Linked DNA regions of Mus musculus: all the other regions are linked to region 1. The links are chromatin contacts, called in public promoter capture Hi-C maps. All regions are on one chromosome and are shown on one strand. Each heading gives the region's core, a stretch centred on a gene start, on an enhancer-like site or on the middle of the called end of the contact. The rest is flanking DNA. Distances are from core to core; before and after follow the strand shown. Region 1 holds the start of 4930507D05Rik (RIKEN cDNA 4930507D05 gene). Region 2 holds the start of Atoh7 (atonal bHLH transcription factor 7). Region 3 holds the start of Pbld1 (phenazine biosynthesis-like protein domain containing 1). Region 4 holds the start of Rufy2 (RUN and FYVE domain-containing 2).

Evidence for each region. Promoter capture Hi-C pulls out the DNA fragments that hold promoters and counts their contacts.
Region 2: a promoter capture Hi-C map of stem cell-derived epiblast-like cells shows a contact between it and region 1, with 5 times the contacts expected there. The contact joins the promoter of Atoh7 here to the promoter of 4930507D05Rik in region 1. A contact is called at or near these places in 4 of 39 promoter capture datasets (hippocampal neurons, liver, pre-B cells and 1 more).
Region 3: a promoter capture Hi-C map of liver shows a contact between it and region 1, with 3 times the contacts expected there. The contact joins the promoter of Pbld1 here to the promoter of 4930507D05Rik in region 1. A contact is called at or near these places in 2 of 39 promoter capture datasets (both in liver).
Region 4: a contact with region 1 is called in a promoter capture Hi-C map of pre-B cells, with 4 times the contacts expected there. The contact joins the promoter of Rufy2 here to the promoter of 4930507D05Rik in region 1. A contact is called at or near these places in 3 of 39 promoter capture datasets (cranial neural crest, liver and pre-B cells), 1 of 484 Hi-C or Micro-C datasets (CD4 T cells) and 2 of 115 datasets of contacts at active chromatin or transcription factors (double positive thymocytes and memory CD8 T cells).

Annotation. Positions count from the first base shown.
Region 1 is chr10:62,444,076-62,452,059 of GRCm38.p6, forward strand. 4930507D05Rik (RIKEN cDNA 4930507D05 gene) reads left to right here and starts at 5,085. Exons shown (of 1, transcript NR_027926.1): 1 at 5,085-7,278. It overlaps Supv3l1 (suppressor of var1, 3-like 1 (S. cerevisiae)), which reads right to left and starts at 5,663. Exons shown (of 15, transcript NM_181423.3): 1 at 5,340-5,663; 2 at 3,621-3,698; 3 at 2,949-3,056; 4 at 964-1,078. The coding sequence starts at 5,610.
Region 2 is chr10:63,096,307-63,104,290 of GRCm38.p6, forward strand. Atoh7 (atonal bHLH transcription factor 7) reads left to right here and starts at 3,479. Exons shown (of 2, transcript NM_001364648.2): 1 at 3,479-4,230; 2 at 4,430-4,974. The coding sequence starts at 3,850. The coding sequence ends at 4,438.
Region 3 is chr10:63,057,491-63,065,474 of GRCm38.p6, forward strand. Pbld1 (phenazine biosynthesis-like protein domain containing 1) reads left to right here and starts at 4,099. Exons shown (of 9, transcript NM_026701.3): 1 at 4,099-4,211. The coding sequence starts at 4,128. It overlaps Pbld2 (phenazine biosynthesis-like protein domain containing 2), which reads left to right. Exons shown (of 10, transcript NM_026085.2): 10 at 151-1,322. The coding sequence ends at 263.
Region 4 is chr10:62,975,940-62,983,923 of GRCm38.p6, forward strand. It overlaps Rufy2 (RUN and FYVE domain-containing 2), which reads left to right and starts at 4,313. Exons shown (of 18, transcript NM_027425.4): 1 at 4,313-4,393; 2 at 6,732-6,905. The coding sequence starts at 4,390.

The DNA of each region.
Region 1 (7,984 bases), core at 3,835-6,334:
AGAGCAACCGCTGCCCTAACAGGCAGCAGGTCAGCTGTAGAGCTGCCTTTAGCAGCTGAATTTAATTTTCTTTTCAAGACAGGGTTTCATGTGCCCTGCATTGGCCTCTAACTTGCCAGATAGTCAAGAATGACTCTTTTTTCGTTCTTTTTTCTTTCTTCTTTAGTTTGTTGCTGCTGTTGTTGTTGTTTTGTTTTTTGAGACATGGTCTCTCTATGTAGCCCTGGCTGTCTTGGAACTCTCTATGTAGACCAGGCTGGCCTTGAACTCATAGAAATCCTCCTTCTTCTGTCTCCTGAATGTGGGGACTAACAGCACCTCCACAAACAGCACCTTTGAATTCTTAACCATCCATCTGGCTCTACATCCCATATGGTGTCATGCTGTACTAGGGATCAAGTCCCTGTTAGAAACTGCTCTACCAACTGAACACAATCTCCAATCTGGATTGAGGCAGCTGGAACTTAAATGGCCAAATGTGAAAGAGCAGAGATGATGAAGAAAGTGGAGTCCTCAAGTCACCATGTGTGGTGTGTCAGGGTGGTGGTTCTGTGGCGTTTTGGCTAAGGGTTGGGCTAGACCTACATAAGGTTAGAACTGGTAAGGTCTAGAGAACAGCTCCCAGGATTTGGGCAGAGTATGTCAAAGATACCACAGTGCTAGCCATGGGGAAAGAACGATTGACATCCAGGCAGTCAGCTAACGACGCATCAGAACTTAGGACAACCTTGAAAAAGAGCTCCATCAGAAATCCACCCCAAGAAAACCTCAGCCTACGTTCCAACAGGAGGAAAGGAACACACCAGTAACATGTCTGAGAGAACCAATTCCTCGGTTATTGTGTTTTGTCTTTGGGGCAAACAAAATTTAAACTCTATGATTTGTTATCTAGTATAAAATAAAAGCATCAACATTAGTTTCCCCAAATTAGAAAACTCGGAGTCAGTAAATAAAAGAACTAACCAGTTGGGTGGTATCCTCAAGTCACTGATTTTACGTAGATCATCCTTGCATTCCAATACAGGAAATATTTGTTTGGCATGTCTCAAGAAAAATGGAAATAAATCGTCCACATGAGCTGTAAGATAGCATCATACATTAGCACGCTCACTCAGTAAGATACTCATAACTAAACCTCCATCTTGCAGTCCTGCCAGCACAGAAACCCCTGTACCATGGAAACCATTTCTTCTCAGTGGGTACTGCCTGGACTGTAGAGCAAAGCCTGGAGCAAGAGGCCCCCTCCTGTCCCCTTCCCTAGGACCCCACACTCTATTCCTTCCTTCTCCAAACCTCTCAGGTCTGGCAAAACAAAACACTAGCTGCCACCCATCAGGCTCTAAGCTCTTCAGTGTGAATATGCAAAGGTTAGCACTGCAGGAGATAAACACACACAGCCTGGACATTAGAGGGACAGGAACTTCTTTTTGTGAAATGTTTTGGACAGTGTTGCTGTTGGGGCTGGAACCCAGGAGTTAATACAGACTAAGCCCAGGATCAAACCCTGAGCTACCCCACTCCAACTCAGTAACTTTTTTTTTTTTTTTAATGTCAAAGACCACAGAGAAGCAACTAAGTTTTCTGCACACCTGCAGTGGCTCTGAGAGAAAAGTAGCATATGTCTCACTTGGCTATTTATCAGGTTCTCCTTCAGTGTCTGTTACAAGCTAAAGATCTAAGTGTCAAACACATTTAACACTATAATTAAGGTACCAGGACACCCATGGAAACCAAACAATAAGCTTCCTACTTTGTTTCTGTGTTGAGACAGGGCCACTCTATAACCCAGGCTGGCCTGGAATTCAAAGAAATCCTGCCTCAGCCTCCAAAGGGATGGGACAAAGTGGGCCACCATGCCTACTGCTTTGTTTTTCTTTCAGGACAGAACTTTTACAAAGGAGAGAGAATCCAATAGTAGAAACAGATGAAAGGTGCCGTGTGCTAATTCTATTCCATTCATGCTGCTCTCTATGCTAACAGAGCAGAGGATGATGATCAAAGACAGCCTATGTCGGACTTACTAACTGATGCAGGGATTCGATGGACAGGCACAGTGACTTAGTTATAGAGTACAATGCCAGGACCTATTCTAAAACAAGGAAGCTCTGCTAGCTACAGAAATAAATGAGAAGTAACAAAAAGCACCCCCACTAATATTCCTAAAATTCTCAGGGCTTGAGAGGTGGCTCAGAGAACATGAATGTTCCCCGTGCAAGCATGAGGACCTGAGTTCAATCCCAGCACACACCTAAAAAGCTGGGTGAGGCTGCCAAGCACATCTTTAACCCCAGCTTTGGAAGGGGAAGGGGCAGGGAGACAGGAGGATTTTGGAGGCTTGCTGGCCACCAGACCAACTCCAGGGTTAGTGAGAGTCAGTGGTGGAGCAGGACCCTGCTGTCTTCCTCTTATTTCTGCATGTGCACCCAAAGGAACACACAGGCACACATAAAACACACACACACACAATCATTTCTTTAAAAAATCTTCACAGTGGGCTGGAGAGATGGTCCAGTGTTCAAGGTTGCTTTTCCAGAGAACCCAGGTTTGGTTCCCAGCACCCACAAGGCAACTTACGACCATCCGTAACTCAGGTTCCAGGGGGTCTGACTCCTTCCTCTGGCCTCTGCAGGCATTTCATGCATGTAGTGCAAACAGAACACCCATACACATAAAATAAAAATAATTAAAAAAAAATCCTCTCAGCAGGCCAATGACATGGCTCAGCAAGGGAAGGGAGTGTCATACAGTCCCTGAAACCTACAACTGGAAGGAGAACAGACGCCCTAAAGTTGTCCTCTGACCTCCAAATGAGTGTCACGGCATACACGCATACTCCTCTTCTCTTCTCCTCCACCTCTTCTTCCTTCTCCTCCCCTCAACTCTATCATCCTCCCTCCGGCTCTCACACACACAAAATAAATGTTTTTAAAAGCTCTCTAAGCACTTGCCTGCACTGAAGCAGATATCATTCAGGACAATGTGAATGTCCACGTCCAGAGAATGGGATTGCATAATGTAATTCCTGAAGCTTATGAAAGCCTGGTGGAAGAGACGAGCTGTGGAAAACATAAAACCAAAGCATACAAGGCTTAGTCTTTACTTAGCTCTCACTGTCAAGTATACAAATGCCACAGCAAACCCCAGCCCCTATCAGCGTTTTGGTAGCACAGCTGGCTTTTCACAAGCTGAGCTAAAACTGAAACTACACAGGACAGACACTAAGGCAGGCTGAACACGCACTCCTGTACTGTGGAGTCTGGCTGGCAAGCTGGGCTTGTGAGTCCCCCAGAAGACAAGGAGAGGGACTTTTCTTCAGACTATAATACACATAACAAAGTACAATGCAAAATGTGACAGTTCTATGAAGATGTTACTGGCAGAGATGCAGAGAGAACTCTGTGGTTAAGAACAGTGGCTGCTCTTCCATGGAAACCAAGCTTGATTCTCAGCATCCGAATGGTGGCTCACAGGCATCTCTAACTCCAATTCCAGAGCATCTAATACTCTCTGTCATGGGCACTGCACAAAAGTAGCTATGGACATACATGTAGGAAAAATACTCACACACATAAATTGATAAAAACTGTTCAAAATAACTCTCAAAAAATTGTCAGCCTTACCATCAAGTCCATAGTCAGCACTCAGCTTTTGAATTTCTTGCCTCTTATAAAACTTGTCTAAGATCTTCTTTACTTCATCTAAAAAAGAAATATAAGTTTTTTTAAAGATTTATTTATTTATTTATTTTATGCATGAGTACACCACCATTGGTCTCTTTAGATACACCAGACCCCATTACAGATGGTTGTGAGCCACCATGTGGTTGCTGGGAATTGAATTCAGGACCTGAAGAGTAGTGAGTGCTCTTGTAAGCCATCTCTCCAGACCCTATAAAAGATTTTTTTTTAACAATTGTTTACCAATTTAGACAAATCTACAACAAAAGGAATTTGAAGTCATAATACTAAAGGCCGGGGCCTCAGGAATGCTTTGAGAGTGTGAAGCTTTGGGCTACTGTGCAATGGAGTAAGAAAAATGACAAGAGTACAGCAATGCACCATCCCTGACAGACCACAGACACACAAGGAGAGAGCCAGTCCCCCTCCCCCCACCCCCACAGAGTCACCATCAAACCTCCCCTTGTGCCCAAAGCTCTTCTTGAGTAACCAAGAAAAGGCAAGTCCTGCTATGAGAGGCAGATGTAATTCACTACTAAGAGCAGTGTTAGCAACGGTAGCCTGTGCAGTAATTAATGACAATCCCCAGTCTGAGAACAGCTCGAGCTTATCTTGAGGAGGGAAAAAGTAGAGGGAAAGGAAGGGGAAGAGGAGGAGTACTACCTTGTTAGTTGATTTCACAGTACTGGGAAATGACCCCACGGCACTGCGTGCTTGGCAAGGCATATATCCCAGGGTTATATCTTCAAGCACATTAAAAAAGAACACTCTGCTGCCTGGAGGTGCAGGTAGCCCAGGCCTTTGATCCAGGGACTCGGCAGGCAGACACAGGCCTATCTCTGTGAGTCTGAGGCCAGCCTGGTCTACAGAGCACATTCCAGGACAGCCAAAGCCACACAGAGAAACCTTGTTTAATTTTTTTATTTTGAAATAGGACCTCTCTTAAGTTTTCCAAGCCTGTTTTGAACTCATTCTGTAGCCCAGGCTGGTATTGAACTTGCCATCCTCTGCCTCTGACTCCCAACATGAAGCCTATATTTTAAAGTCACAATAGGAAGCATCAATATTGCTTGTTGAAGAGCCAGGAAGACAGCTTGTGCCTAAAAGAAATGTGGTTTTCTTTCAGTCTCTAAGAATGTCATTTGGTGAAAAGAAACCTTTCACCCTCCCATTGTCAAGCTCACCCAAATGCAGGTAGGACAAAACTCACTTCAACCCAGTGATGCTAAAGGTTTTTTTTTTATTCATCTCTGGAACCTGGGACGATACTACTTTTTGGCAAAGACAGTTTTATCAACTTTTATCTTGTATTTAAATTCAGGTCTGTCTCGTGGGAGAGTAAATTTATTGAGAAATCCGGATCTGAGACCCGTTGTCTTGGCAACCAGATGGAATTTTAACATCGTTAGACATCCACATCAGGTCAATGGCAAGTCCTCACTGTTTAATCCCTCCATGAGGACTCTAGGAGCACAAGCGGCGCACCACTTAGGGACAAAACTCTTAACCTCCTCGACCGAAGAGAACGGTCAATGTCAACTACAGAAGAGACTAAATATGACTTAGGCTCGGGTGCTAAGGGCTCCAAAAAGGAACAGACATTGCACTATGTAGGCCCAGGCTGCAGACCCTGCCGCTCTGCCGGGAGGCTCCAGCACTCACTCTTGTCTAGAGGCCGAGTGAGCTCCGCGCCCACGTCGCCATCGGCGCTGGGACCCTGAGGCTTCACCGTCAGCGGCACGAACAAGGACGTGTTCGGGGCTTTGGAGCCACCAGAGGCAGAGGAGGAGGCGGCCAAGCAGGGAACGCGTCCTGAAGCCCCCGGGAACGACCCCACGAGAGCGCGAAGGGCGGAGCAAGGGGCCGCCCGGGGCCCAGCCCCGCGCCCCGCCGGGAGCCGAGCCCACAGCAAGGTACACCGAGGCAAGGACATTGAGGCCGCGGCTCGAATGGAGCCGGGGAAAATCCGGACCACTGGCGCCGCTCGGTGACGTAGCTCCGGCGCCCGCGGAGCGAAAGGACCCAGAGAGACACAGGGCTGCCCCCGCGTGCGCCTGAAGGAAAAGGAGATGGAAGGGTTGGGAGCGCGCCTCTTCGTGGGAGCACGACCTCTGTACGTTACAGTGGCAGAAACGAGCTCCCATCCTCTCACTCTTTCTGCGGCAATTGGCAGCGTCTTTCTCGAAAGAAGGGAAAGTAATCAGGCATCTTAAGGGATGTTACAGATGCGCGGAAGGGAACCGTACAAGCGTCGTCATGTGACCAAACTGTCTATCCTGCATCATGTGGCTTCAAACGCTAAAGTGCATTTCCAAGAAGATTGGTGCATTAATATCCGTAGTTTCCTGATAGGATAACGTTAGAGGACGTAGCTTGATCTGCTACAGATCAAGACGGGTTGCAGAGAAATCCGGTTGTACGATAACTGGCGCTTACGTGACACGTGTGTCAATACACGTGCTTCTCTCCTTGGTGCTAGGGCTCCATGTAGGGGCCATGAGCAAGCTAGGCATGTGCTCCACCATGAGCTGCAGAATTCAGTTAACGTGAGCAGTTTGTACTCCTCGCATCTCGAAAGTTATAACCACAAAGTATGCTCTGTGTACCTGGTTAAAGTTTGATCTTACTCCTATCTACTACAGCACTCGGTCCCACCCGAGTTGTAAGGAAAGAGGTGCCTCTGTTCGTTCCGTCTGGGCGTGACCATTCAGTTCTTGGCCGGCCAAACACTAGGAGGGAAGCCATGTGTGGCGACGTTCCCTCAGTCCTCTGCCGAGAGGTCCCCAACACCATCTAGTTTCTGAGTTCAGGAGCCGTTCGGTTTTTAGAAAATTGGACCCAGTAACAACTTCGTTCGTTCGGTGTCTGGTGGTCCTCATTCCAACCCGCGCCATCGGTCAATCCTCTGTCTCTATCCCTTCTTGACAAGTTTTCTGATTTCAGAAAATGAGTTGCGGGATATGGCTTCGGAGTCAAAGCTCTAAAACCATCTGGTGCTAAGTCAAAACCCTCAAAGTTCGGACCCTGAACTCGAATGGCCTTCCTTCTCTGAAATTGATCGAGGGTCTTTCGATCTCAACTGCACTTATTCTATCCGCAGAGTCTGCAGTAATAATATGGGTAGGCCTCCTTGAGAACCCTCCTTGGTGAGAGGCTCATGGGTTTGGTTCATTTGGCAAACGAACAAGGTCAGGTTTATTGGTGCAGCTCTTGGACCAAGGACCCATGATGGACGATTCTTAAGAGTCCTGAGCAAGGGGAAAGGTTGTGTGTCAGACAAGAGCTGGCTTTTTTTTCCCCATGTAAGGTCATGACTCAAGTGCCTGGTGATCATTCAGGAGAAGGGCTGTGGCTACCTGGAACTCGGTTTCGGCACCATCGGTGGGGGTGGGGCTGTAGCGAGCTGGAGCCTAACACCTGGGTTAAGACTTTGTCCTTGGGCTGGAGAGATGATGGTTCCGTGGTTAAGAGCACTAGCTGCTCTTGTAGAGACTTGGGCTCCCAACTGTCTGTATCTTCTGTACCCCCTCACACAGACATGCAGTCAAAGCACCAATGTATATAAAATTTAAAAATTAAATTAAAAAAAATGTTGAGCTGGAGTGTTGGCTCAGTGTGTTAAGAGCACTTGTTGAAAGAACGCAGGTTTGATTCCCACATGGAGGCTCACCACATCCTCAAGTTCCCGCACCTGTAGTGCAGGCACACATGAAGACAAAACACTCATACACATAAAATAATCTAAAAGTAAAAAATAAAAAACAAAAATTGTCAGCCCCTAGTCCCGAGATAAAGTCCACCCGCCTTCAGCTCCTCAGACTCCACTACCTGTTTTTGTAACCAGGCTCCATTTACCTCATCCACTAGAACCCTGATGAAGCAGTCACGCCCATATTCCAGTACTCAGATTCTACCTTCAAGTTCATCATCCAGGCCTCCAGCTAGGACAGCGCATCCATCCTAAACCCTCTGCTTCTCATTAGACCACCCCAAGTCTGCTTCCAGACTCACTACAGGGAAGAACCCTCCCCAGACCTTTTCTTGCCTGTCCCTCCACAAAGTTGTTCCTTCTTTGCAGATAAAGCGTTGAATGTGCAAGGGAGGGGAGCAGAGGCCAAGGTGAACAGCGATGATCTTTGTTAATGCTCAACCATCAACCTTTACAAATGAAAACCTCAGAACCTTTCTGTTGTGTCTGGCCAGTAGATCACAAACTGGGTTCTAGCCTGGAAAGGCATTTTGGAAACCTGGAAGAGAAGAGGGGCTGGGCTGCGCGAGATAAGGAAGGAACCAAGACAAAGCTCTCT
Region 2 (7,984 bases), core at 2,229-4,728, 650 kb after region 1:
AGGTCTCCTGCAACAGTAACCTCCAATTCAACTGGTTACCTCAAGCTGTCAATACAGACCCTATGGAGCTTAGCCTGACACATAATGTCCTTCCGGTCCAAATAGCTCTTGATATTTTGGAAGTAAGAATCAGCCCCAGGATTGAGATGTTGCTCAGTTGGGAGAGTGCTTGCCCGGCATGTAAGAAATATCACATTGGGAGTTGTGTGTGGTGGCACATGCCTGTAGCCCCAGCATTTGGGAGTTGTGTGTGGTGGCACATGCCTGTAGCCCCAGCATTTGGGAGGTGAGGCAGGAGGATCAGAAGTTCAGGTTTATTCTTAGGCTACGTAGTGAGGGCAGCAAGAGCCACATGAAACCCTGTCACACAGAAGAAAAAAAAAAATCCTGTTTACAAAATACAAAATTCAGAGATAGCTTGGGTTCCCTGCAGGTAGGTGTGGTGTGTGTGTGTGTGTGTGTGTGTGTGTGTGTGTGTGTGTGTGTCTGTGTGTGTGTGTGTGTGTGTCTGTGTGTCTGTGTCTGTCTGTCTGTCTGTGTGTGTGTGGGGGGGGGGTTGCCAATCTTTACTATGTACTATTCACCAGACATGTGCTTATTATTAAGTCAGTTTGTATAATTTATTGCCCTAGTCCCTCCATCTGACATCCATGTACTGACTATTAAGTATTTTCTGGGCCGTGTCCTAGGCACTGGGGTTGTAACCTAAAGCTTTCTGACCTTTAAGAATGGCAGTGCTAATCATATTCCTGAAACTTTTATGAGTGCGTTGTCTGGCTTCTGGAACTTACTGGTGGAGCTCTCTTGCCCCATTAGCAAGTGAGGGGCATAATTAGGTAATCTCATAATTTTTTGTTTGTTTTTGTTTTCTGAGACAAAATTTCTCTGTGTAGCCCTGGCAGTCCTAGAACTCTCTCTGTACACCAGGCTGGCCTCAAACTCAGAGATCTATCTGCCTGTCTCTGCCTCTGCTGAAATTAATGATGTGCACCACCACTGCCTGGCTGAAATCTCGTCTTTTTTTTTTTTTTTAAGATTTATTTATTTTATGTATGTGAGTACATTGTGGTTCTCCTCGGACACACCAGAGAAGGGCATCAAATACCATTACAGATGGTTGTGAGCTAACATGTGGTTAGCTGAACTCAGGACCTCTGGAAGAAGAGCCGGTGCTCTTAACCACTGAGCCATCTTTCCAGCCCTTGAAATCTCAAGTTTTAAAGCCTCCAATATAAAAGGATTCAAGAGACTTGACCTATTTTCTTAATCCAGCCATATATGTTTCCAGTTTCCAAGCATAGTTCTGGGTCCCTGAACTGATATCTTCTCTATAAGATAAATGGAGGCGAGGGATAAGCTGAGCCAGGGCATTGTTTGCCTAGTATGTCAGAAGCCCAGCCCCCCACACACCCGTAATCCGTCACGTTAGAGGGATAGGTCACCCTCAGCTATGTAGCGTGTTCATAACTGTGTCGAAGAGAATTCTGGGTTCGATCAGGTCGGTTCAATGCTGATGTCAATAGATTTCTTCTTCTCCTATTGATCTCAGAATCTCTCCTGTGCCGATTTTCCGTCATGAGTGTCACAGGACTGTCCAGGTGTGGGATAGCAGTGCTCTCAATGTCTTCCAAGAAGCCTGTGGGAAGTGCGTTACTAGATGCTCCCCCGCCCCCCCCCCCGCCGCCGCCCCCTGACACCCTTTTAGTTAAGGTCCTCTAACTTTGGATCAATTTCATGTCACATGTAGCTTGTGTTCCAGTGTTTCTTCTTCCCCTTTATGATAATGCTTTTGATTCTCTGGTTAGGTGGACCAAGAAATCTTAACCTATCCCGGATACACAATTTGCAAAACCATATGTCTTATTAATACTCTGGACACTAATGGGCAGGAATACATGGGCTGTTGTGCAGGGAGATAATCCGCGGTGTCTCCTAGAGGGGACTCTTCAGGGGAGGAGGGTGAGCTAAATTAATACGAAGAACAATAGCCCAAAGAAAGCAGACTTCTGCGAAAACCTTAAAAAGCGAACGTTTGACATCCTGATGACTAAAGAACACAGTTGTTCCCAGCGCAGAACTGCTGCTCCCAACGTGACTGTTAGGACCGAGGAGTGATGGAGCTGAGTGGCTCTGTGCAAAAAGTCTGTGTCCAACATCTGTCGCTCTGAAGATTATTAATGTTCAATTGCTTCCCATTGTCTTCAAGTTATTCAACTTCATTTCCCCGTCAGTGCTTTAGCTGGGGACTAATAAACTATTTATGGGAAGACGGGGCTTGAAGTCAGGGTGGTGGTGTTGGGGCTGTAGTCTGAGGTACCAGCGGGGTAAACAAGTCCAAGTTAAAAGGCCTCTTGATTTGTATGTAGACGATTTAACTAAACAAAAAAATCTGAGGTTACATCCATGGTTCGAAAGGAGAGAGAGCTTCCTTGGCCCTTCCTGAAATATAGAACTGAAAATATTAGAGCCTGTTTCTTTGCCTTTACACTCCCCTGAAAAACAAGAAACAAGCTGAGACGAGAGGGGATAATTAAAGATTTCTCTGTGTAAATCTAATAATTATCAGTGGTGGAAATCATGTTTTGTTACTGTTCTTGAGGACAGAGGACATAGAACAACACTGAATTGCATGAAATATTTTTAGTGGTATAAGAGACAGGCAAAAAGAAAATGCATTAAGATTTTTTTAAACTCCCCAAATTATTTAGATGTTTCCGTTTTTGCATACACACGTGCATGAAGATGTCTTGTTAAGTTTAAATGGTAAACAATGAAGCGATTAGTTATCATTTCAGTTTGTGGCTCAATATTAATGAACAAGAAAATGAAATAGAGCTGCTGAATAAACCTGTCAAGGCCTTGGAACCCACAGAACATAGTATCGAGGTGAACACTGACACATTTGTATCTTTGGATTCATCTTAAGTTGTTTCACAGAAATTATTCACAGAGTCACATTCCAGGCCTGCAACAGTATTTGGATTTCCTAATTTGTATGAATTTATTTAGTAAATTAAATGAAAATGTTAATACTTTATCGCCGCTTCTTAACAAAGCAAAATCTTGATAACCTTCGGATACGCCCTAGCAATGTTAGAAGCAACATCTTCCCGCAAAATGATTTTTCTACTTAATCATTTAAAAACCCGGCCTTTGTTTTTTGATATGTAAGCTTCCTGCTGGTTTGGGAAAAGATGGACCAGGCTCTCCCTTCACCCCCACCTTCTTATTCTATTGGGGACAGTCAGACCAGGCCACTCCAGATGGTGTGTTAGTTAGCGTTGGACATAGCTTTGGAGACACTTCAACAGACGAAGGCAATGATGTCAGGATTTTGCTGTGCGTCGCCCCCTCCCCCCTGCCGTTCCCAGGGTAGGAAGGTGCTGAGATGGGAGCGGAGGGACGCCCGCCCACCTGCCACCACCTGTTCCCTCCTTGAGCCCTGGGCTATAAATTCTCCTCCCTCATCGCTCTGTCCGACATCTACTGCAAGCTGTCCAAACGCTCCTGACCTAGCAGAGCTTCTGGGAAGATTTCGTCACCCCGAAAAGCAGTCTCAGGCTTTCCCAGAGAACTGGAAAGGCTTTCTATCCCCGACCCCCAAGAACGATCCGCAGCAAACTGCAAGAAAGTTTCCTCCTCGTTCAACTTTACGTGTTTGGGGTGGAGTGGGGAGGAATGACTTTTTCCTGAGCATCACTTCCACTGCATCTGGGCAAGGGAAGGGACTTCCCAGCAGGACCCAAGCTAGGGTCCCACACAGTGTCCTCTGGCCACTGACTGACTGCACGTGAGTCGCTCCGTCTGTGTCTTATTCACTCTTGGGAGTCCTGCAGAGCGGCAGCGTGGATGAAGTCGGCCTGCAAACCCCACGGCCCTCCGGCGGGAGCTCGCGGCGCGCCCCCGTGCGCGGGCGCAGCCGAGCGCGCGGTCTCGTGCGCGGGGCCCGGGCGGCTGGAGAGCGCGGCGCGCAGGCGTCTGGCGGCCAACGCGCGCGAGCGGCGCCGCATGCAGGGGCTGAACACGGCGTTCGACCGGCTGCGCAGGGTGGTGCCGCAGTGGGGCCAGGACAAGAAGCTGTCCAAGTACGAGACACTGCAGATGGCGCTCAGCTACATCATCGCGCTCACCCGCATCCTAGCCGAAGCCGAGCGGGACTGGGTCGGGCTGCGCTGCGAGCAGCGGGGCCGCGATCACCCCTACCTCCCTTTCCCGGGTGCTAGGCTCCAGGTAGACCCTGAGCCCTATGGGCAGAGGCTCTTCGGCTTCCAGCCGGAGCCCTTCCCCATGGCCAGCTAAGCCTCGGGGCCATTTGGGTCTTAGGGGAGAAAACTCAATCACCTTTTCTGCTTAATTTCCTTCCCGTTTCAAACAGGTAGATGAAATGAGTTCATTGCCTCCCTATCTCCACTTCTCTTGTGTTTTGTAGGTTTCATGAGTGGACATCGCGAATGACTTTGGACTGCTGTGAAAATAATGCTCTGTTCCTTTTAGCCTAAGACAACGGGGCTGGGGTCTAGCCGAGTTTGTAGAGGACTTGTCTTGCATGTATAAAAGTGGGGTTGAGCCCCAGCTGCCGCTTAGGCAGAGCACGGTGATGCACGGCCTGTAATCCTAGCGTCATTCAGGAGGTGGAGAAACATATATATTTAAATATTTAAGACCCCATGTCAAAAAAAAAAAAAAGATTGAATAAGACTGGTACTAAACCATCAGACAGTTAGTTACCTTCTTAAACTGTGCAAGTTTGTCCCTATTGGGCGAAGTTGTATTATGTGACTTGTTTATGTTCTGAGCAGCTACCTTGTGGTGTAAATGCATTTATGCTCCGTATATTGTGTGTGCATGCATCAGATAGAGTAAGACTTTTTTTTCCCCCCTGGGGTCGAGGGTTGGGGAGCTGGTAGAGTACTTGGGTATGAGCGCTCTGTATTTTTTTAACTGTACACATTAAAATATAGATTTTGTAAAATACTAATGTGAGTGTGTTTTGAACTTACACATATTCTACTAGTTTCCTAGAGACACTCAAGAGCTATTGGGAGGGGTGATGTTGAATGCGTCCGGGTATAGACAGGGAGTGGTTTTATTCCTCCCAAGCCAGTGTGGTGGCTCACCTTACAATCTCAGCTTTCTCAAAAATAGGCAGGAGAATCACCCTGGGTAACATTAAGCTAAATTGAAATAACATGTAGCTATCAGGTACGAAGATATTTAATATTCAATATTTTAGTTTCCTTACTAAATTATCTTATAAGTATCCAGATACATCCATTCTAACAAGTGTGCAGGAACATCCACACACACAATTGTACACATCTGCAGATGCTGATGCATAGCCACCCAGAAGAGTATTCCTGTTTCTATAACAACAGGAAAATTAATGTTGCTTGTGGAAGTGTTTTCCTTATAATTTACGATTTGAACAGTGAAGGCTTCACTACCATCATGGTCAAAAGAGAGTGTCTATACACACGGAATGGATTTAGATCGCTTTAACAAGTTTGCTGAGCCACGAACAGATGAAAGCCTTCATCTAGAGAGGCTGTGCTCAACAATACTGTGTGAATTGGGGGAAAAGCCTGTTCACAGTTAGAAAAAACAGGACACTGAAGTTATCAGTGCATTTGGAATCTGTCACAAGTCAACAAAAGCAACAGCTCCCACATCTTCTGAGTATGGATTCCAAAGCCCAGCTACCAACACAGCCTGTATGTTAAATAAATATATAGGACATCTCCATCAGAATGGTTGCTTAACAGCATTTGCCAGGGATGTGGCACAGGGGGTAGAGTGCTTGCCTAGCCTGGCCCTGGGTTCTATTCGCAGTTCTATATGAAGTGCCTGCAATCCCATCACTCAGGAGTCGGGGCAGGAGGGTCAGAAGTTCCCAGGCATCCTTAGCCACATGGTGAGTTTGAGACCAACCTGGGCTACATGAGGCGATATCGTAAAAAAATAATCCAAAGTCTAACTATTATGGGTCCCCTGGAAGGCTGTTGAGGGGTCTCCCCTTTCACCTGATGCTGTTAATAAGATAATAGTGATGGCTCAGGATTCTTCACTGAAGATTATAGAGACAAAGCTTAACCTCTTGACTCCACAGCCCGAGGAAATGCTAGGACAAAGAGAAAGAAAAGAAAAGAAAAGAAAAGAAAAGAAAAGAAAAGAAAAGAAGGTGGTAGGAGGACTCCTGAGGGTGACCTCTGACCTTTCGCGTACACATATACACACACACACACACACACACACACACATTCACATACCATATACCATGCAAATAAACATACCACACATATACAAGCACACACACATATACCACACACATACACCACATATACCCAAACATACCACACATACACAAGCATACAAACACCACACATACACAACCACACACTACACATATACACCATATATACACAAACACACACACCATACATACATATACAAGCACACACTCACACATACATACATACACCACACCACACACTATACACCACACATACATTCACACACCACACCACACCACACACAAGCACATACCTGAGCACACACACCCCACACATACATATACTATACACACACTACACAACACACATACCACACACACAAATACACACACACAAGCACACACACACACACACACCACACACCTTTGTGAAGTCAGTACTCAGATATTCTCAATCTTCATTCCGTTGTTTCTGAAGACTTCCAGACCAGCTACAGTATTTTTTCCAACGTTCACATTTGAAATAGTTTTCTTTCTTTTTAAAAGATCTGTGACTTCTATAGCAACATGGCACATGGGCTGCCCTTCCTCAGCTAAGCGTGGATATTAACAGGCACCCGTTTCTAGGCAGTCTTCAGGAGCTGCATCCTTCCCCTGACTGTGCCACTGGGAGGCCTGTGCCTGTCAGTGCCGCAGGCCCCTGAACCCTGCAGTAGTGCAGGACCAGTGCAGGATGGTGAGAGAGCTCCCGAGGGGCCTTGGGCAATTAAAACAACAACTGGGGGGAGGGGGAGCAACCCCCCCCCCAGTAACACTTGCTTTGTTCCTGTCCCAGAAAAGCGGAAGCATCTTGTTTATTTTGTAGTTTAAAAAAAAAAAGACTCTATAGTTATAGAAAAATGAGAGGGTTTGTGTGAAATCCATGCAAATTATTAAAATTCCCCTTATATTTCCCTTAATAATTCATAGACATAAGAAGGTTTCTTTTAATGCAGATCTTTATATTGCAAATGAAGGGCTAAAGTAGGCCAGGAAATTTTTTTTAATGTGCATTTGGATTTTTGACCTACTTGTATGTCTGTGTGAGGGAGTTAGAACCACTGAAACTTGAATTACAGACAGTTGTGAGCCACCATGTGGGTTCTGGGAATTGAACTCAGGACCACTGGAAGAGCAGCCAGTGCTCTTAACTGCCGAGCCATCTCTCTGTCCCCAAGGAAATTTAATGTTAAGATTTATAAAAGTTAAATGAAATAGAAATTTTCATTTAGAAACAGAAACGGGGATAAGGTACAAACCTTCATTTATCAATGCTGTACTAAAATATCCAGTTACAGGGCCTGCGAAATGGCTCGGGGGTGGGGTGGAGGGTGAAGTGCTTGCTGGTGACCCAAGTTAGATCCACATTGTTGGGAGCCGCGCCCACATTCGCCGTTACAAGATGGCGCTGACAGCTGTGTTCTAAGTGGTAAACAAATAATCTGCGCATGTGCCGAGGGTGGTTCTCCACTCCATGTGCTCTGCCTTCCCCGTGACGTCAACTCGGCCGATGGGCTGCAGCCAATCAGGGAGTGACACGTCCTAGGCGAAGGATAATTCTCCTTAATAGGGACGGGGTTTCGTTTTCGCGCGCTCTTGCTTCTTACACTCTTGCTCCTGAAGATGTAAGCAATAAAGTTTTGCCGCAGAAGATTTTGGTTTGCTGTGTTCTTCCTGGCCGGGCGTGAGAACGCGTTTAATAACAATTGGTGCCGA
Region 3 (7,984 bases), core at 2,849-5,348, 610 kb after region 1:
GTGGGAGGGGCCACGGACCGGGGGAAGGGGAGGGATTTATCCTGGAAAGTGGCCTGGGAGGAGTCCTGGATTTGTTACAGTCAACCCTGCCCTGGGTGGTAAATCCCAGGGGAAATGCTCTTGATTGGCACCAGGTTGTGTTCTCCTCAGCCTTTCAGTGTTCCCGCCGAGGAGGGGAGCTGGACATTAACCTGCGACCTGATGGGCGCGTTGACATAAAGGGCGGAGCTGTTATTGTCTTGGAGGGCACGCTGACCGCCTAGAGATGTTCCTGCTGGGCTTGGGGCCACTGTTCTACATGGTGTCTTCTCTAGAGCGCAGAACCCAACCCAACTCAACAGCAAATGCACAGAGCTTGGTTCAGTCGTCGTGTGAACCCAAAAGGGAAGACACCTGATGGAGGTGCGGTAGTGTCTCCAGAATCCTTTTCCTGATGGTGGGCTCTGAGCTCTGCCTGTGTGTGCATCTTCAGTCCCCACAGCAGATAGGGATGCTGCCCCTTCTTTTGATCATGACTGCCAATCAAAGTGAGAGGTGCATTGATAAGGAACGAGAAGAAATTTAGAATGATAAAGGCATTGACACGAAATGAGAAGAAATTTAGACATATGTGTGGGGGCCTTATAGATGATTTATTTTCTGAGACAGGATTTCTCTGTGTAGCTCTGGCTGTCCTCTAACTCACAGACATCTGCCTGCTTCTGTCTCTAGTGTGTTGGATTAAAGGCACGTGCCACCATCAAATGGTTTCTGATAGATTTTACAAATTGTGTGTGTGTGTGTGTGTGTGTGTAATTTTAATTTAAAGACAGGGTCTTACTGTATAGCCGTGGCTGGGAAGAAACTCTCTATGTAGACCAAGCTAGCCTCCAACTCGACCCCTGCCTACCTCTGCGTCTCCAGTGCTGGGTTAATGCTATGCACCATCATGCCCAGAGTCACAATCATTGTAATCGACCCAATAACTCTGTGGAAATGCAGGCGCAGTACTAAAGACAGTAGACTGTAAACTGTCCCAGGGGCTTCACTTGGGCTCTGTGGAATATTGATTCACGCGACTGTGGAGACAGCCAGGGGAGACAGTTCATGTGGAAAGACTCAGAGGAGGCCTAGTGTTTAGGAAACAAATCCTTTGTATTTTGAACTCAGCTAGGAGTAACAATCAGGACAAACCCAGGAGATTACAACAGTAGGTATCTGATTTGGTGATGTGATGATCAAAATACACGCTAAGGGCGTGTGAGACGAAATCTTTCCCTCCTGTGTGGCTTAGAATGGCCATGTCATTGTCTTCTCTTGTTTAATAAAGCGTGATTTAATCCAGCTTTGAATTTGGTGAAATTTGTGTCTCTGACTTCCAGTAGGTGCCTTGGAGCAGGATTTCCTCCCCCAGTTAGCAAGATAGCCCTAAACCTGGTGTGAAGCCCTAACCTGGTGTGAAGCCCTAACCTGGTGTGAAGCCCTAAACCTGGTGTGAAGCCCTAACCTGGTGTGAAGCCCTAAACCTGGTGTGAAGCCCTAACCTGGTGTGAAGCATGTGCCCGGGATCTCAGCACTTGGGAGGGAGGGACAGAAGGATCAGGAGTTCAAGGCTAGTTTCCACAGAGCAAATTATCACCTAGCTTGAGTTTCTTGAGTCCCTGTCTCAAAAAAGGAACAAAAGCGGAGGCAGAGCTTAAAACATCTCTTAAAAAACACCAGGGGTTCAGGGGCTAGAAGGGGATATACCTGTGTTATAAAACATGTGCCTAGCATGCCTGAGTCCCTGAGCTTAAACCTTCACACACATACACACACACAGAGAGAGAGAGAGAGAGAGAGAGACAGAGAGACAGAGAGACAGAGAGACAGAGACAGAGACAGAGAGAGAGAGACAGAGAGAGAGAGAGAGAGCAAGCGAGCATACATCCGTGCAATTTCAGAAGACTAACACGTTTCAGAAGCTTGATGTGTTCCTGACTATCGGAGTTCATGTCCCCCCTCTCAGGGATCATCTAACAGAAGCTGATGGATGGGACCAGTAAGGCTGAAGTTCACTCAAGCCCCGAACATAGTTATTTTTTTTGAGATGGAGGTATCCTTGCTGCAGGATATTTGAACCTGTTTCTGGTTAGGGTGTGTCTCAGCCTCAATCCCTCTGGCTGGATTACAGACGTGCCCCTAGTACTCACCTCTCATCCCAAACAATGAAGGTAATGTTAGTCTGCAGAAGGAAGCGCCCATGTTTGAAACTGATATCCATCTGAGTGACAGACAAAGTGAAAAATCAGAGAAAGATTTGACAGAATAGAATATGCCCAACTCTCAAGAGGAGAGGAAAGAGAAGCTACTTAAGGGAGAGACAGACAGTACAGGAGGAAGAGAATACAGTACAGGAATACAGTGGAGTTCGTGGGGAGCAGCCAAGAGAGGGAGAAAGGCAGTTTTACTGGGAGAGTTTGACAGAGGCAGACTAAAGAGAGAACAAGCTAGACACAGGTAAAGACAGAATGAGCAAGAGATGGGAATGAGTCAGAAGATTAGAACGGATTGCCAGAGTTAGTTTGACACCAGACAGGGGGGAAAAATCAGAGACTTGAGAAGAAGCCAGATTGAATCAGAGTCAGGTGGGAGAAGAGTTTGAGCCAGAACAGCTGAGTTGAACCAGCCAGCTAGAATTCAGAGAGAACAAGAAAGTTGTGAACTTATTCAGCAGCCAGTCTCAGAGGCTGAAAACATTCTAGGCCTCAATTAGATTGTATGGAAGCTAGAAGCTTCCAGGCCTAGACCTGGGTAAGCAGACTGAGGCAGTAAGCCTCTGAGATGACAATTACAACAGGTGAATAAAAGCTACTTTTACATATCCCAAGGCTGGCCTTGAACTCAAGGCAGGCCTGTTGCAGTCTCCAGATTCCACTGAGCCTGGCTCACAAGCTTGTGAAGCCCACTGCCAGGGGGAGACAGAGCCTAATCCTAGCTATTCAGCAGCCGGGGCAGGAGGCTGAAGACCTGTGTAGGTTCCACAGAGAGGTCACGGCCAACGAGGTCAAGATCCCGGGGCCCACAGATCAGGTAAACAAGATAACCTAGAACATTTACCAGTCACGTGTGAGGCCTGGGCTCCATTCCAGCCTTGCAAAAGGGAACCTGTGTCAAAATAGGAGCTTTGTTTCCTTTCTGTGCTGACTCCTGCTATCTGATAGAACAATGGTGATTTACAATGAAATCTCCAAACAACCGCATAAACAACCTGAAACGCAGTGAGAAGAACGATTCTGCTGTCGATGGAGACACGTCCTCGCAGATGACACTTGACAACAAATCCTCCTGTTTGTCCTCCACGCTCCAGTTGGATGTGAGCCCAGTAATTACTTCTTAAATCACTTTAATAGATATGGTGTGCCAGGGGCTCCTCTAGCAGCTATGTGATTTCAAAAGGGGAAAAGGTAAGTTGGTTGTGGTGGCATGGGACTTTAATCCCAGGACTGGGAAGGCAGAAGTAGGCAGATCTCTGAGCTCAAGGCCAGCCTTAAGATCCAGTTCAATAAAGGCTGCATAGTAAGACCCAGTTTTTGTTTTGTTTTGTTTTTTTAAATTAAGATGTGGTAAGAAGAGGGTGACGTGATGTTTTCTGCCAATGAAAACCCAATGATTGCTTTTTATCAGTCAGATTAATAAGCACAGTAAATGTTCATATACTGTGTAAGTTGGTAAACTTTTATTGCTTTGAGACGGGGTCTCCTGTATCCCAGGCTGGCTTGGAACTCCCTGTGTAGCCGAGGATGGCCTTGAGCCTTTCTGTTCTTGCCTCTGCTTCGTTGCGCTAGGATCACAGATGTGTGCCACCATGCCCTGTGTAAGGGTCGATGGGGAATAGAGCCCGGGCTTTGTGCGTGCCAAGCAAGTGCTTACCTGCCCCTCACTGAGCTACTCTGCAAAGGTCAAAGGACATCCAATACAAATGCTAAAACTTGTTAGAGGATTGGTATCTCTAAAGGTAACCATATTGGCACGGTTGTTTGGCTTTTGGTCTGGGAACCATTAACTGCACGTCTGCACCAGTAAAACTTTAACTTATTTTTCAACAGCTGGAAGTGAAGCGGGCTCCGAGCAGGGCAGGGAGCCCTCAGACAAAGCCAGCGAGGAAAATGAAGCTCCCAATCTTCATAGCAGATGCGTTCACTGCGACAGCTTTCCGGGGCAATCCTGCCGCAGTCTGCCTCCTGGAGCGCGTGAGTACGCGGTTCTCAAGGGCCAAGCCTGAACTTCCAGATGTGTGTAGAGCCCTTGACGTCTGTAAAAGACATGAGGCCGTCCTGCGTGTTTGCCACTTTGGCTTGTGTTCTGTGTCACGTCGCTGATGGCCATGTCTTCAGGTTATGAGGGAATGGCTGTGCCTAGACTGGGTCAGAGCCACAGAGGCTCCCAGGCAGGGAACCTGGCAGCAGCTGGGAGTCGGGGCTCATGCCTGCAGCTCTGGTGTTCCAAAGGAGAAGGCAGGAGATCATGAGTCTGCGGCCAGCCTGGGCTACATAGCAGATCCTAGGTCAGCCTGGACTATGTGAAGAAACTCATCTTACAGAATCAAAAATAAATAAGCAAATAAACATAAAAACGTAGGGGGATGGGTTCCTTCTAGCTGCCAGAGTTTAGTTTTATGACTAGATATGGTCGCAGCTACCTTTGAGTCTTACTTTAGGGACTCTCTCATAGGGGTTGGGAGAAGGTCTAAGGCGGGCTGGCCTTAAGCTCCCTGCGTAGCTCAAGCTCTCTTCAGACCCCATCTGCCTCAACCTCCTTAGTGCCTGCCTGGGTTACAGCTGCCGGCCATCTTTCCTGGCTTTAACCTTTCCTGTTCCTCAGACATTTAGAAGTTCTCTCGAAGGCTGAAGGCTCATTGTTTCAGAGTGGCTACTGCTCTCGCAAAGGACTTATGTTCCATTCTTCACACCCATGTGGGACACTTACAACTGCTTGTGGCTCCAGCTCCCGACGGAGATCTGAGAGATCTGACTGACACTCTCTTCTGACCTCTGAGGTCACTGCAATCATGTGTACAAACCCAAACACACACATACACATACATACACACACAAACCCACACAAACCCAGATACACACACATGCACTTGCACACACACAAACACACAGACATGTCTGCACTCACTTTCTCTCTTCCGATCTCCAAAGGCTCTATGCTCAAGTGTATTGACTGACACACAGACATTCATTCTCTCTCTTAAAATAATTGTCAAAATATATTAAAAATCTCTTTAGGATCAAGAAAATAAGGCACCGGCAAAGAATTAAGGAGAGGCAAGGAATTGATCTCCACTCTGTGGAAAAGTTAGTTTGCCAAAACTCTCCCTTTGTAAATAGCTCTTTTGTGGCTCCCATGCTGGCTCAGCAGGTAAAGGTCCTTGGCGCCAAGCCTGAAGACCAGAGTTCAATTCCTGGGAGCCACAGAGTGGACACAGACAACCTCCTCCTGCCAAGTCATCCCCCGGCCGCACAAGTGTGCCACGGCCCCCAAATAAATGAGTTAGCTGAATTAAAAAAAAAAAAAAAGCCCACATAGTTCTTAGATTACAATGATTGCTAATGAGATTTTTTATTAGAATAATTGCTAAATATACTAATTATAATAATTAACTATCCCTTGGCCTTCTGGATGAATGTTGTGTCATTTCCTGGATAATAAGAAGCAGGGGCCTTCGCATGATGCTTTATATTCATAGTCAACTTGACAGGCACTAGAGTGGCCTTGGTGACACATCTCTTGACGCTTCTGTGAGGGAGGCCTCAGATGAGGTTCTGGTATAGGAAAGACCCACCGTGACTGTGGGCAGCACCGTGGGCAGTAGATGAAGTCCGGGGTGAGCATGCATCCTGTGATGTGAGCAGAGCCGGGTCAGGGATCATGGTCCTCGGAGAAAGAGGTCTTGGGTGAGGCTCAGGAGAGTGGCAAAGCTTTCCCCTGGTCTGTGTGCCGATGCTGACAGAGTGTTGGGACTGCAGCTTCCTATTCTGGTATGGTCACATATTAGACTCTTCCCCATAGAGCCGTGACGCTGACACTGGCTGGCCCCTCCTCCCCTGCTATACAGGATGACCATGTGGAGCTTCCATGAGTAGTAGGCGCCCTCTGTCAGAGCGAGCACAGTCCACCCATCCCAGCTCTTCTGTGTGTGTGCCTGTCATTTCTTCATTCCCTCATCTCCCCAGTCAGGTTTCCAGGGCCAAGCTGTGTGGACAAAGGACTATAGAGTTTCATGGGTGGGAATCTTTGACTGCACAAAAGGAGAAAACCGGGGTGGGTGAGGCTGGGGGTTGGGGGAGCCGTGCATAATCAGTTCACCATGGTCTAATTCCCAACATCTACATCGAAGGCACCTGTAACCCCAGCATCCTCACAGTAATGAGTGAGTGGGAGATCAGAGAATCATCTGGAAGCTTGCAGTCCAGTCAAGCTGGACCACACTGTGTGGTGGCAGAAACAACAGCAGCCCTGCCTTGTGTTTCGACAGTCACTAGGAAGTTGCCCTCTGACCTGTGTACCTGTGCCTACTCTCTCTTTCCCCCTTCTCTCTCACTAAATACATATTTAATTTAAACTAATAAATAATTAATGCATTTAATTAATAAATAATTAAATAAAGATGATGGCCCATGCTTCCTGACTGTGGGTGAAGAGTGACTGGTGGTCCCACACTCCTACTCCAATGAGAAATACATATTTGGCAGCTGTGGGGATGGGGTACACGACAAGGACAAGCTCTTTATCTGCAGCCTTGTAGTAGTCTTGAGATTTGAAGAATTTTAATTTCCAGTTTTCCCCAGGTAATAAAAATTTGCACGGTTCTCTAAAACCCTTTTCATTTCCAGAGCACATACATCAATAAACACTGGACTGGAAAGACTCCTCTCCCTATTTCTAAAAGAAATGCAATTAAAATATATGCCATCACTTATATAAATTCTAAAGCTGTGTGTTTTCCTTTACGTGTGTGTGTGTGTGTGTGTGTGTGTGTGCATGTGGGTTATGCCACCTGTGTGCAGATGCACATGGAGGCCAGAGGAGAGGGGAGCTAAAGTTACAGGTGACTTCGAGGCAACCTCCTTGGGTTCTGGGAAGGCTTTCAGGTCCTCTGGACAAACAGCAGCACTGTTAACCGTGGAGCCATCTCTTCAGGTCTGGAAGTAAAACTTTAACTGAACCTTTCTGTCTCCATCTCCCTGGCAGTGGGACTGTAAGCAAGCACCACCCTTCTCGGTTTGCTTGCTTGCTTGCCTGCTTGAAGGGCCAGCAACATAGCTCGGCCAATGGAGGTGCTTGCTGCGCGCAAGCATGATGACCTGAGTTCAGATCCCAAAGCCCACTTACAGGTGGAATTCGAGAGCTGAAATGTTATCCTCTGACCTCCACGCGCATACCACAGCCTTTATGCCCTGGAAATATTAAATTAACTGGTTGGCATACAAGTACAGTCATGTGTCGGCACTAGAGAAGCACTTTGTAAGGATTGGTGTCTTTAATGTTATAAGGAAGAACAGAGGGGCTGGTAAGATGTGTCCCTTAAGTAAAACCACTTGCTGCTAAGACTCATGGCCTCCCACACAGTGGGAGGACAGAGCTAGCTTCCACACCCTTTCTTCTGACCTCTACACGGGCATGGTGGCATTCAAGCACACACCCCCAGTCCCCCTCCCATAAATGTAATATCTTTTTTTTTAATGTAAAATTAGGGGCTGGAGAGATGGCTCAATAGTTAAGAGAACTGGCTGCTCTTCCAAAGGACAAGTGTTCTGTTCCCAGCACCTACATGGCAGCTCTCAATTGTAACTCCTGTTCCAGACACACATGCAATCAAAACAACCATGCACACGAGAGAGAGAGAGAGAGAGAGAGAGAGAGAGAGAGAGAGAGAGAAGAGAGAATATGCCTCTATATGATCCAACTGTGAAGCATAAAAAAATTACAAGCTAAAGAAGACCCACCTGAGCAT
Region 4 (7,984 bases), core at 3,063-5,562, 530 kb after region 1:
ACATATGCATCTAGTAAGATGATATACACAGATACACGTAATAATTAGGAAATAAGATAGTCTGCACTCTCAGCAGCCCCATTCCTGGACCTATTGGATAGCCTGAGCCAAGCCTCTGATGTACTCACTTCACCTGACAACCTCTGGGCCCAGTTGTCACCGCAGCACCTGCTCTTCCTGAACCTTAACCCTGGTAGCCTGGTCTACTTATGGTCTTTGTGAAAATCACCAGTTTAAATCTCAGCACTCGGGAGGCCTGAGACAGGAAGATGACAGGTTTGAGCCTGGGCCTGGTATGTAGATAAGGCCGCTGATGAGGTGGCCCTGGTGACAGCTCTTGAAGATTGATTGTGTTTAGATCAGTGTCTCCTAGCCGCTGCTCTCGCCAGCCCTCAGTGAGGAAAGCCACGCACAGCTGTCTCAAACAACAAACAAAAAACTCAGCCAAACAAAAAGTAAGGTGATGCTGATTTCCTGGTAATTGTGGTTTTTTGTTTTGTTTTGTTTTTCCCGAGACAGGGTTTCTCTGTGTAGCTCTGGCTGTCCTGAACTCACTCTGTAGACCAGGCTGTCCTCGAACTCAGAAATCTGCCTGCCTCTGCTTCCCAAGTGCTGGGATTAAAGGCGTGCACCACCACCGCCTGGCAATTGTGCTACTTTAAAAAAAAAATCACTATATTTATTTACTGGCTGATGGATGCTTATGTCTTAACACCATCTATGTTGAGGTTGGGACACAATTTTCAGGAATCAATTCTCTCACCATGTGGGCCCCTGAGGATCAAACTCAGGCCTGGTGGCTCAGTGCTTTTACCCACTGAGCAATCTCGCCAGACCGTTCTGGTATTACCTGTATGCACTAGAGACTCTTGCACAGAAGGGTAGATGCACTGTAGAGAGAATATCTTAGGTCTGTATGAATGTGGCACCTGTCAGTAATAAATACGATCGCCTGTGGCTTAGGCAGAAAATAGGTGGTGGGATATCCAGGAGCCAGAAAGGATTCTGGGAGAGTGCCAGGCAGGAGTTGCCCCCTGGGAAAGAAAATGCGATGAGATAGATGCATGGTACCTGAGCATAAGTAACCAGTCCGTGGCAGAGTGTAGATTAGAATAAATGAGTTATTTTAAGTTATATCTAGTCGGAAAAGAGCTTAGCTCTATGACCAAGGTATTCGTAAATCTATGTCAAGTCTTAGGATTTCTGGGAGCACTGGGCTAGGATAAAGAATCAGACCCGACTTGTGCAATGCACAGCCAGGAAACACCTCAAGCTTGGGGGATTCCTTGGGGCTTGGAGTCCTCCTAGATATGAAGAGGGGGAGAAATAAGTAACAAAGTTGTACACTATTTCATTTGTGGGGAGTGTAAGCAGCCTAAAGCCAGAGCTACATTGTTTAGGGTCACCCACCTAGGTGGTGGTATTGTACCTAGGTGGTGGTAGTATACTCTAAAAGTAGGGAAAGGATTCTCATGAGAGTCGGGACAGTACTGACCTCTGCGTCAAATGTTCCTAGGCTTTCAGGGCCTGGGTAGGTCAGGTCTCTGTTCCAATTCATCTCCCACTTATATTAGGACTCTTTGTAAATATACTTCTCCGTGTATGACAATCTCACATTAAAGAAAACTTTCCCACTACTTATATAAATTGGAGGCTGACCTGGGCTACCCAAGACCTGTCAAAACCAGAAAAGGGCATCTAAAAGCAGAATTCATTCTCTCAGGTAAGAACGCACAGGTGTAAGCACATACACACAAAACAGCAAACCTCTTAGGGAAAAAAGATGCTTCCTCGACATTTGTTAGACGTGCTGGACACCATTGCATCTAATGCATCATTGTTGGGGTACAAGAGAAAACCAAAGCAACCTGAGGTGGTTTGAACATGCTTGGCTCATGGGAAGTGGTGCTATTAGGAGGTGTGGCAGTGGAGGAAGTTTGTCACTGTGGGGGTGGGATTTGAGGTGCTTTGCTTAAGCTCCGCCCACTGTGGAAGAGTCTCCTGGCTGCTTTGGATCAAAAAGTAGACTTCTTGGCTCCTTCTCCAATAACACATCTGCTCGCATGTTGCCATGCTTCTTGTGATCCTGGACTGAGCCTCTGAAACCAAGCCAGCACCAACTGAATGCTTGCCTGTAGAAAAGCTGGCTTGGTCCTGGTGTCTCTTCGCAGCGATGAAACCCTAAGTGAAACACAAGAGCCCAGCAAAGCATGATCTTTATTTGAATTAGGCAGCAAAATCTGGCCGGCCAGAGACTATAGCACAGACTCGGGAGACTGTGCCTTTGAACGTTCATCTTAGCAGATGACAAGTTTTTATAGTGCTCAGGCCACTACTGATTGCTCACAGACACAGAACAGACTTCGGAGTTCACTATGATCCAGAAGAGAAATTGTACAGCATCTTTAAGGATGGAACCCCAAAGCATGGGCCGGGCCATAGCATTGTCCAGCATATTTTAACACAAGGGGGTTGAGCAAGGACTTAAAACATTGGTGACTGGGCCTTATCAGGGTCACCTGGTTTCAAGGTCCTTGATTCAGATTTGCAGTCAGGTCTCCCCCTGGACTCTGGTCTGGAATTCAGAATGATAAGGGAACAAAGGAGTGGGCAAGCTGCATGCAGTCAGGTAGTTCACCCCCAGCAATGCTTGCATGCCTTGTTTTAGATAAGGCAACCCCCCCTTTACTGGATAACAGACAAACATGAAACCCCTGAAGAAGCAGAATAAGTGTTGGGTCTGGGGCCTGGGACCATGAACTCAGTTTTGACTCTGCCAGCAGAATGGACGTTGGTCCCGAGACAGCTGGATTCAGGCAACTATCTCTTAACATTCTAAACCAGAGTGTTGAGTTAACATTGTGACTTGCATCTGTCTACCCACTTTTGGTGGTTTAAGTTTTTGAGATGGGTTTATTAGCTCCGGAATCAAGATCTGCTTGCTTTTGCCTGAAGGGTGGATCCCGGGGTTATAGGTATATGACAGGCAGCACACCCAGGTGCCTGTTGCAAGTTTTATCTATGGCAAGTTGAAAGGCAGGAGGAAGCATTCATGTGTGTGTGTGTGCCTGTGCATTTTTTAAAAGACAGCCCTGTATAACCCAGGCTGGCCTTGAAATCTCGAATGTCTGGGAGAATGATCTTGAACTGTGTTGTACAGGACTGAGTCAAAACTACCACTGTTTTCAGCAAACTGGCCTACATCTGCTTGCAAAAGATCACAGCTGGGCAAGTTGACTTGAATTCCCTCATAGGAGGGCAGGGAGGGAGGGTCATGGGACCTTCACAGGAACAACCAGTCTTTCTCTTGCAAGCTGTTGTATGCAATTCTACCCTAACTGCAAATGGCCTTAGGGAGGAACTAACATATAGGAAGGGAGGGGCTAGTGGAGGGGTGACTATCTGCAGCCAGGAAGGAGTCATCATTCCTAGAGGGATTTCGAAGTCCTCCCCAGTATCCCCCATAACTCACTGCTTCTTCAGCGGGAACGGTGTTAATCATTTTTGGTGTGTCCTCAGAATTTTGGAAGCATTTGGTAGACGTTGTTTACACCTCACTAAGGAAAGGATTTTTTTTTTTTTTTTAAGCAACAAACACTCTAGGTCTTTCCTCCAACTCCTAAGAGTTGGTATTTTCTAGGTCCACCATACCCGCTTACAAAGTATCACATTTTGTTACATGGAACTGGGGTCTTGTGTCTTTCCTCCAACTCCTAAGAGTTGGTATTTTCTAGGTCCACCATACCCACTTACAAAGTATCACATTTTGTTACATGCAACAGGGGTTTTGTAGCTATCCTTAGACGACCTGGCACTTGTTAGGTAGCTCAGAGTAACCTCAAGGTCCTAGCAGTCCTCCTGCGTCCACTCCTGTTGAGTGCTGGGGTTAGCAGCTGGATTTAGTGTCTTCCTTTGAGACTAGGCGAGCTTCAAATCCATTATGTAAGTGAGCCTGGTCTTCAACTACGGATCCATCTAACTCCCATCTCTCAAATGCTGGCATTACAAGCCGCCGGCTCTGCTAATTGTGTGAGGTTTTCTAAAATCTGTCGGCTAGCTCCGAGTCGGCCGGTGTGTTCCTTAAACCCATCCAGCCTGCAAGGATGAAACCTTGACAGGTAGCTTGAGGCCCGCATCTACATCCTCCCTTGGCGCTGTGCCCCAGGTCCCCGTCACGCCTCTTTCTCTGACGCTGTCAGGGTTGGTCAAATGGGGGTTGGGGTGGGGGTGGGGGTGATCGGCGGGGACCAGCTTCACGCGGCCGTGGCGTCCTCCCGCCGCCAGGGGCGCTGTGGCAGCGCCGAGCCGGGCCAGACGCGGTGGCCGCCGCGCGCCTGCGGGGAGCTGCTGACCCGCTCCGCGAGCCCGTGTCCCGCACGCACCGCCGCCATGGGTAAGGGCAGCAGCCGGGGTCACCATCCTTCGCTTGGGTCACGCAGTCACCCGGGAACCGGGGGCTCCCGGGGTCTCCATGGCAACGTCCGCCCGCCCGCATCCCTGCGCCCCGCCCGCCCTGGGGCCTGGCGGCTGGGGTCGGCGGACGGGCGGGGACCAGGGCGTCCAGGGACAGGGATGGCTTCCCAGTCACGCGGATGCAGGGCGGAAGGCTGGGGAGGGGAGCGGTGTAGTGCCAGGAGCGCGCTCCGCGGGGCCCCCTTGCAGGCTGGGGGCGCAGAGGGAGCGGGGCCGCCTCTAGGGACTGCCGAGGAGCCCCACCTGCGGTCGCTGCTGCACAGCCGCTGTCCTAGGCTCCTCCGGTGCAGGTTACAGGTTGTGATGAACACTCTTAAAAAGAGAATTCTGCCGATTATTAAACGTCAGGTGGTTTCACTTCGGGAGCGGGGGTGGACGGAGGGAATCACACCTCGACGGAGAGTGGAGGAAAAGATGTGGCCATATCCTTCATCACCCAGCCGGGCTGTTTCAGATTGCGGAGGAAGTCAGCCTAAGAGAGCTGGGATGCAAACCATAGCCAAGTGCCAGAGCAAGGGGACTCTTGTTTTGTTATTCGAAACGGGTTCTCACTGCATAGTCCTGGCTGTCCAGGAGCTAGCTATGTAGACCAGGCTGGACTCGAACTCAGAGATTCCCTCCTGCCTCTGCCTCCCAAATTCTGGAATTAAAGTGTGTCGCACCACGCCCAGCTGTTTTGTTTTGTTTTGAGTGGGCCACTAAATTGTGAACGCACTGACCACCTGGGTTTGTCATTTACTTGAAGGTTGTTTTTGAGACAGGTCTCTCTATATAGCATTGGCTGCCTCAGAACACTCTGTTTAGACCAGGCTGGACCCAAGAATCACAGACGCTGGGACTACAGAAACAGCTACATGGCAGAGTTCTCTGGAGATTAATAAATGTTAGGTTTGGTTTTCACATCTCTTTTGCTATCTTCGCAGAAAAATATTTGTGCCACTCGGCAGTGTTTAGAGTGTTGGGGGAACAGCTGGTTTAAAAAAAATTATTTTTATTTTTAATGAGTGTGTACCTGAGTGTAGGGGCCTCCAGAGGCGTCGGGTCTCCCTGGAGTTGGAGTTAAGCGCTTACCACAGGTATGGGGAATTAACCTCTTTCCAGCCCGTACTAGAATTTTTTTCTTTCCTTTTTTTTTTTTTTTTTCTTTTCTTTTGACCTGGGAGTTGTGTTTTTTTCGAGACAGGGTCTTACTGTGTAACCCTGGCCGGCCTGGAACCAATCTCCTAGTTGCTTAGGTCAAAGGCACAGAAGACTACCTTGGGTTTGTCAAAATATTTTGATTTTTTTTTTTTTTTTCTGTTGTTGTTGTTTTCCCTGTGATGTTTGTTCTGGGAGATTCTGGAATCTGATAACTTTACCTTTTATTTTGTTGCTAGTGTATTTTGATTTTTTTTTTTTTTGAGACAGTTTTAATATGTGGGCCTGGCTGTCCTCACTCTGTAGACTAGACTAGCCTCTAACTCAAGTGCTAGGATTAAAGATGCAAGCCACCACTGCCTGATTTTGAAATAAAGGTGTGTATGTGTGTGTGTGTGTGTTGACCTCAGAGGTCAAAAGAGGGCATTTGGCCACCTGGTGCTAGAGTTACAAGTAGGTGTGAACCATCTTAGTGGATGCTGGGAACCAAATTTTGGCTTTTTGGAAGAACAGCAAATGCTCTTAATGACTGAGCCATTTCTTTAGCCTCTTATTCTTGCTTGGAAATCATTAGACCTAGACCATGCCTGCTACCCACCATTTGCAAAATCCTCAAACATGTGGCTTGTACTTGCAAGCTTATCTTTACTGAAAGCCATTTTACCTTAAGATGTGTGTAGTAGGTAGGCACAGTGGGCCGTGGCTAGTGATTGTGTGCGTGCGTGTGTGTGCTCGAGCACGCAGTAGGTAGACACAAATGTGCTGTGCCTGATAAATGACGGTCAGAGACATTCTCTCCGGCTTGTGGGTTCTGGATGGAGCTCAAGTGGTCCGTCCCGCACATCCTCTCTAAGCAATCTCACCAGCCAGAAAATAAAGCTTATTATTCTCTGTGTGGAGTCTTGAGGATAGTTCATAAGCATGGCCACAGTGGGCGTGGATGGTGCTTTGCTGTGGCTTGTGAGAGAGAAGAAAGAGGCCGTGTTGTGGCAACCTGGCCTGAGGAGCTATCCGGCTGCCAAGCACGGGAGAGCAGACTTCCACGGGGAAGGACAGATCTGTGGATTCGCCACTGTTGTCTTGTCCTGGGGATGATGTTGGGCTTTCTTGCATTTTTTCAGCTACAAAGGACCCCACAGCCGTGGAGAGAGCCAACCTGTTAAACATGGCTAAACTGAGTATCAAAGGGCTCATCGAGTCTGCCCTGAGCTTCGGCCGCACGCTGGACTCTGACTACCCTCCTCTGCAGCAGTTCTTCGTGGTCATGGAACATTGTCTGAAACACGGCCTGAAAGGTATGACGAGACCCCCAAATCAGTCGGCCTTCCGCTCCCTTGCTTCTCACCCTTGATGTCCTTGGAGAAATAGTTTTTTTTTTTTTAAAGATTTATTTATTTATTATATGTAAGTACACTGTAGTTGAATTCAGATACACCAGAAGAGGGCATCAGATCTCATTACGGGTGGTTGTGAGCCACCATGTGGTTGCTGGGATTTGAACTTCGGACCTTCAGAAGAGCAGTCAGGTGCCCTTACCCACTGAGCCATCTCACCAGCCCCGGAGAAATAGTTTTAAGGCCATAGTTGCCGTCATTATTTTTGCATTTTATTTTGTTTTATTTATTTATTTTTTTAAGATTTATTTACTTATGAGTACACTGTCTCTGTCTTCAGACACACCAGAAGAGGGCATCAAATCCCATTACAGATGGCTGTGAGCCACCATGTGGGTGCTGGGAATTGAACTCAGGACCTCTGGAAGAGCAGTCAGTGCTCTTAACCGCTGAGCCAACTGAGACAGCCCTATTTTGCATTTTAAATCTGAATGTTGGGCCAATGGAATGGCTTGCCACGCGAGCTGGAAGACTCCACTTTGATCTTTGGAGTCTAGGTTAAGGTGTGTTGATTTCAGGAGAATGTATTAATTACTGTTGTGATTCCTAGTACATGATCTTCAGAAAAATTTTTTTGTTTGTTTGTTTGTTTGTTTGTTTTTGGTTTTTCGAGACAGGGTTTCTCTGTAGAGCCCTGACTGTCCTGGAACTCACTCTGTAGACCAGGCTGGCCGTGAACTCAGAAATCCGCCTGCCTCTGCCTCCCGAGTGCTGGGATTAAAGGCGTGCCTCGCCACGCCCGGCTGTTTGTTTTTTGAGAGAGGGTTTCTCTGTGTAATAAACAGCCTTGGTTGTCTCAGACTCACTCTGTAGACAAGGCTGGGCTGGAACTCACAGATCTGCTGCCTGCCTCTGCTTCCCCAGGGCTAGTGCACCATTATGCACTGCAAAAAAGAATGTTTTTTCTTCTAATAATTGGTGAAAAACATACTTGATTACTCTTTCTTTTTTTCTTTTTTTGAGATGGTCTCATATAGCTG